Regions from separate parts of the Mus musculus genome. Here region 1 is linked to region 2. Evidence: chromatin contacts called from public HiChIP or PLAC-seq data. All regions are on one chromosome and are shown on one strand. The core of a region is the stretch at or near the end of the contact, and the rest is flanking DNA. Distances in the headings are between cores, read along the strand shown. Region 1 overlaps Lsm14a (LSM14A mRNA processing body assembly factor). Region 2 holds the start of Garre1 (granule associated Rac and RHOG effector 1).

Region 1 (2,700 bases), core at 34-2,533, 35 kb after region 2:
TACACAGAATGATGGCCATACCTATCCCCCCCACCCCCCGCCTCCCCAAGAGACAGGGTTTTTCTGTGTAACTGCCCTGGCTGACCTGGAATTCAGAAATTCTTCTGCCTCTGCCTCCCAACTGTTGGGATTAAAGGTGTGTACAACCACACCCTGTACCACATCTAATTTTTACAGATGTACATCCCAGTTACAGGAGGTCAGCTACTTCCTAGTTGAAAAACTTCCTCTGAGGGTACAATACCAAACTGTGTGTTCTGTTACTTTAAACTGAAACACACATGGCAACGTACAAGCTGGTCTAGAAACAAGTACCAAACTAAAGATAGCCCTCTGTCCCCACCAAACCAACCTTCACACCTCCCAATTTCTTTCTTTCTTTTCTTTTTTTACCTTTCAGAAAGCAGTATGACCAATCCAGACCTTTTAGGGTCCAAAAGCCGTGGTTTTCTGAAAGGTTAAAAAAAAAGATAGGAGAAAGACAGGGAGAGAAAGGGGGTAAGGGAGGGAGAAGAAAATAAAAGGGGAAGGAAAGAGACTGAGTCATTTCAGATTCTTCCCACACCCGCCCAAATTTAAAAACAGAAACAAAAAAACCTCCATATATATCATTTGTCTCTCTGTGTATGCATGCCTGTGGAAGCCAGAGGACTGCCTGGCACTGGAGTTACAGGCAGATATGACATGGGTGTTGGTAACCAAACTGAGTCACCTCCAGTCTCCATTCCAAATTCCTCATTGTCTCAGGATCTCTGACTGAATATAAGACTCAAATGTATTACCCACCACAGTCACTGAAACTACTTAACAGTAGCATATGAGAAAGAAGTTGACTACACTCATATCCCAATCCAGACATCCCCTTTCTTACTGACACTCACACCAGTCAGTGCTCATACACTAAACCAGCTGATCTTAGTAAGGCTGCCCAGAGCAGCAACTTCCACTCCGGGGGTTTAGCAGGACATAATGCTTTAGAAAAGAGTTCAGTGCTCCAGGACAAAGCTTCTCGTTTCACAATGAGAATCACTGTAAATGTCTAAGGGAGTTTAGGTGTGATGGCTAATCCTGATTGTCTGTTTGACAGGATTGAGGCTGGGGGTGAGAATGAATACGGGCTTGGGGTCCTGAACTGAGAAGAGGAAGACCTGAGCAGCAGCACTCAACTGTCTTTACTTCCCAGCTGCTGGTGTCGTGTGAGCAGCCTCCTCAAGCACCCACTGCTGTGCCTTCCCTCCCTGGGTGGGTCGTTCCCTGGAACCCTTCCTGTCATAAACTACTTGTCAGGAATTTCATCTGTGGGCGTCATATAGTTGGCATTCCAAATTAATGGATGTAGTGAGGTGGTCACATATGAATGGTTTACCCAGAACAACCCAGAAAAGGGGCAAGGTCAGTCTAAGGACACAAAGTAGGTGGGACCCAAGAAATATACGGCAGAAGCAATATGTGAGACAAAACAACAAGTAGGCAAACTCACAGAAGAGGGAGTGAAAGTATCTGAGCAAGAAAGCACACATGGGTGACTGTGAGCACACCAGCATACACACAGCAGCTCACACTCACCTTCTCTCTCAAGAATACTGAAGACTGGGGTATAGCTCAGTTGAAAGAGTGCTTGCCTAGCATTCGTGAGACCCTGAGCTCAATCCCTATCACACAAAACTCAGGTATGGTGGCCCACACGTATAACTCCAGCACTTGGGAGGCAGAGGCAAGAAGATCAGAAGTTCATGATCACCTTCAACTACACAGAAATTTGAGGCCAGCCTTGGCTACTGGGATTCTGACTTTGTGTGTAAGATACCTTCTACCAATCCCTAAACATTCTAGGCAGCATTAGGTGGAAGGAAGGAAGCAAGGAAGGAAGGGAGGGAGGAAATTGTAAGTTAGAAAGAGAAAAAACAAACAAACAAACAAACACAACTCTAGATAAGAATATTGTGGGCACTCAAAAACGCACAAGGCTGCAGAGGGTGGCCCCACAGTCAACAGGACTAGACACAATACTAGATTTCTGATGAGGAGAGAGAAACAGATCATGAAACGACATATAGAATGTTTCAGACAAAATCGAAGAGTATTAAAGAAATTAAGGCTAGACAGGGTGTCATACAGCTTTAGTCACAGAGTCTGGGGTCTGTGAGTTTGAGGCCAGCCTGGTCTACATAATGAGTTTCAGGACATCCAGGGCTACACAGGAAGACCCTGTCTCAAAAGGAAAAAGAGAGAAAGGAATGAAGGAAAGACAAACCCCAAGTCAGTGGCTAATCATCAGTGTCAAGTACTCCACTTGAGGAAGAACTACTGAGCTATGCTGGGGTCACTGGTAACTCTAAGACACCAGATAAGCAAGAGCAGTCCATGATGTGAGGAGCTCTGAGCTCTGAAGGGGTCTTGTAATTGTGTGGCTGGGCACAATATCCAAGATATTAAAATCAACATAGCTGGTCCCAAAGCCACGAATACCAACGTCCTTCCACATAGACCCTCAACAATGGCTGGTTTTAAAAACTGGACAACAAAACTCCTATCAGCAAATTTTTGCAACTGTCTTTTGTTATTATCAGTGGCTCTCTGTATAACAGGATTTTGCCCTTTTCTATTTTCTTTCCTTGACAATAAACTAGGACCCTTTAATAAGATAGCTGCAATGCTTCCTTATTAACTGGCCTCTTTCACTGGATAGACTGTACACAA
Region 2 (2,700 bases), core at 44-2,543:
AACAAATACAAAGGCAAGGCCTCTTGGCCTGTGTCTTTAATTCTAGCACTTGAGAAACTGAAGCAGAGAGATCTCTGTGAGCTTAAGGCCAATCTGGTCTACACCGTGGGGGTCTGTTCAAAATAAGTATGAGTAAATAAACAAATTTTTTAAAAAAGGTTAAAAATGTTAAAGCAATTATGAGAAGCAAACACAGATGTAATTTTCTACAACAGTGCGTTTGAGGTTTCCAAGCATATCCACAAGGAGAAAAACGGAATGTTACCTTTGACCCCCATTTGTAAATTTAGCCGAAGACAATAATCAAATAAATCCTTTTTGCCACAAGTGTTTTTTCTTGTGACAGGGACAATCAAATATTCATTAGAGTTTGGATAAATTATGGTACTCGATGTTCTACTACAAAACCTCTAAGAGTGACAGTATATATATCTGCACTTACTGATGTCACCAAAATGTTAGGAGCGGTTGTCACCGAGTCGCCGTGGTCATTTTCCCTCCTGACACTTTGTATACAGTGGCGAGTGTTTTTTACAAGGACAGAAGAATGAATCGCTTTCATAATGGCAACGGGTGGGGAAGGGCAAGGACAATCTATTTTCAAACTGGGGGCTCCCCAGGCTGATCGTTTCCCAGGCAATTTTGGTTAAAGTATAAACAAAATTCTTATCATGCCAAACAGGCATGCTCTTTTTCCCCTGCTCCACGAGGAGCAGGAAGACACACCCCTGACCCCGGCGCTCGCCCGACGGGTGTGGGTCCTTCCTCAGTCCTAGCCCAGCCTCGGCCCTCCTCTGACCCCCGCCGCGCCCACGGGCTCAGAGGGAGCCAGGAAGGGGCGCGCGGCCGGCCGGGGAGCCGCGGGGCGGCCTGAGGGCAGCGGCGCCCGCCTGTGCCCGTGGACCCAGGTCGCCCACAGGCCGCCAGCCCCGGGCGCACGGCGCCCCGAGCTTCCGGGAGCGGATCCCCCGCGGCGGCCCAAGGCAGCCGCGTCCTTCAGCGCCAACGCGCCCCTCAGGGTCTCGTCCCGGGCGCGCGCCGAGAGGCCCCTCCGGGCTTCCGTCCGCCCGGCCAGCGCCCGCCGAGCCCGGCGTCCTCCACAGCAGGCGGGCGAGGGACGGCGCCGAGGGAAGCGGCACCCCGCGAGCTCGCCTCGATGCCAGTCGCCCTTGCGACCCGCCGCCCGCTACCCCTAGCCAGTCCCCGCCGACCCGAGCCCGCTGGCGACCGTACCTCACCTGCGAAGCGCCCCGGCTCCGGCGCACCGCCCGGACCGGCTGTGTACACCGGAAGTGACGTCGGCGGGCGGCCCCGCCCCCGCCCCAGGCGGTCGCTGCGGTTTCCCCGGCCGGAGCCCACCCTCCCCTCGTGCTGGATGGGCGGCGGCGAAGCTCTGCGTTCCCTCCCTGTTTCCAGACCTAGTCGGAACCCTGCTGAGGGGCTCGGTTGCGTCCTCGCGTATTTATCATTGAAATTAATGATAGAACCATTGATCGCTAGACATCACACCTGACAGACGATGTAGGAGCGGGATAGTACTAGCACCCTCAGGGATTGCTTCGTGAGCGGTGCCAACAGAATACTACTGTCACAAATCACTGTAATGATGTAGTGCCATTTGTGGCAGATGGTAGGAGGGGAAAGTAGAAGAGAGAAGGAGAGAGTACCCCGACCCAATGGAAGTGGATGTCCAGATAATTACCCTCCGGGTTAGATCAAGAGCTAAGATCCCTAAAAGAAAAAGGAAAAAAAAAAAAAAAAAAAAGGAATTTTAAAACAAAACCTGAGGAGGACTACATGACAGCACACAGCAAAACACAAATAGGCGAAAGGGACCCGAGATCGTAGCTCGGAGATAGAGTACTACTCAACTTGTCAGGGGCACATATTACAGCCCCAGGGTTTTGCAATGAGAGTTTGGGAGGTTAAGACACATGTTTTAGGCTGGGAGTGGTGGTGCATACCTTTAAGTCCCAGTCACTCAGAAGACAGAAGCAGGCAGATTTCTATGAATTTGAACCCTGCCTGGTCTACATAGCAAATCCAGGGCTAGCCAAGGCTACATAGAACCTGTCTCAAAAAAAAAAAAAAAAAAAAAAACCACACACACACAAAAGGTGAATAATTATCAAATGTTTCATTGTCAGAAAACTAGAGAAGATAGGATTTATCTAAGAACATTCCAAACTCCCTGTTTTAAACAAGGGCTTATTTGGCAGTACTTGGGAAGCTGTCAGGATTGCCCAGACTCGAGGTCTGAAACCCGGAGGCAGGAATGGTTGTATCAGGCTGAAATCCAGTTTAGTGGTAAAGCACTTACTTAGCACAGGACAGGCATTGGGTTCACCCTCAGCATTAGGGGAAAGTATGGATGTAGATTTTGATGCAGTATTTGAAAACAACAAAATCTTTCAGGACTGGGTTGTGCTTGGCCCCAGATCCTAGGGTGCTAGAGACTCAGTGATCATTAAAGGTCCACCCAGGTCAGGGGCTACAAAGTTGACGTTCTCACAGTGATAAAGATGAAAGACATAAACACTTAGAGGAGTAACTGAAATGAAGGCAAATTTATTACAGAGAAATAAAGAAAAGTTAAAAAAGGGTGGTTGTGGGGCTGGTGAGATGGCTCAGTGGGTAAGAGCACCCGACTGCTCTTCCAAAGGTCCTAAGTTCAAATCCCAGCAACCACATGGTGGCTCA

What was found. HiChIP or PLAC-seq counts read pairs in DNA pulled down with a chosen protein or histone mark.
Region 1: a contact with region 2 is called in a CTCF HiChIP or PLAC-seq map of the NIH/3T3 cell line, with 18 read pairs. The contact joins the enhancer-like site here to the promoter of Garre1 in region 2. A contact is called at or near these places in 3 of 39 promoter capture datasets (the C10 cell line, cranial neural crest and embryonic stem cells), 1 of 15 datasets of contacts at CTCF or cohesin (the NIH/3T3 cell line), 17 of 484 Hi-C or Micro-C datasets (the C2C12 cell line, Th1 cells, adipose-derived mesenchymal stem cells and 8 more), 12 of 115 datasets of contacts at active chromatin or transcription factors (CD8 T cells, the SCID.adh cell line, bone marrow-derived macrophages and 7 more) and 3 of 9 other capture datasets (adipose tissue, liver and pancreatic islet).

What each region holds. Positions count from the first base shown.
Region 1 is chr7:34,347,533-34,350,232 of GRCm38.p6, forward strand. It overlaps Lsm14a (LSM14A mRNA processing body assembly factor), which reads right to left. Exons shown (of 11, transcript NM_025948.3): 10 at 394-450. The coding sequence ends at 427. Among named protein-coding and RNA genes, the nearest start is that of Garre1, 35 kb to the left of the region's middle. Within about 2 kb of position 1,284, at least 58 of the 459 cell types and tissues checked have an H3K27ac peak or open chromatin away from gene starts, as enhancers often do. A contact at or near this core is called in the C2C12 cell line, the NIH/3T3 cell line, adipose-derived mesenchymal stem cells and 6 more, where this site is marked.
Region 2 is chr7:34,312,254-34,314,953 of GRCm38.p6, forward strand. It overlaps Garre1 (granule associated Rac and RHOG effector 1), which reads right to left and starts at 1,294. Exons shown (of 14, transcript NM_172741.3): 1 at 1,239-1,294.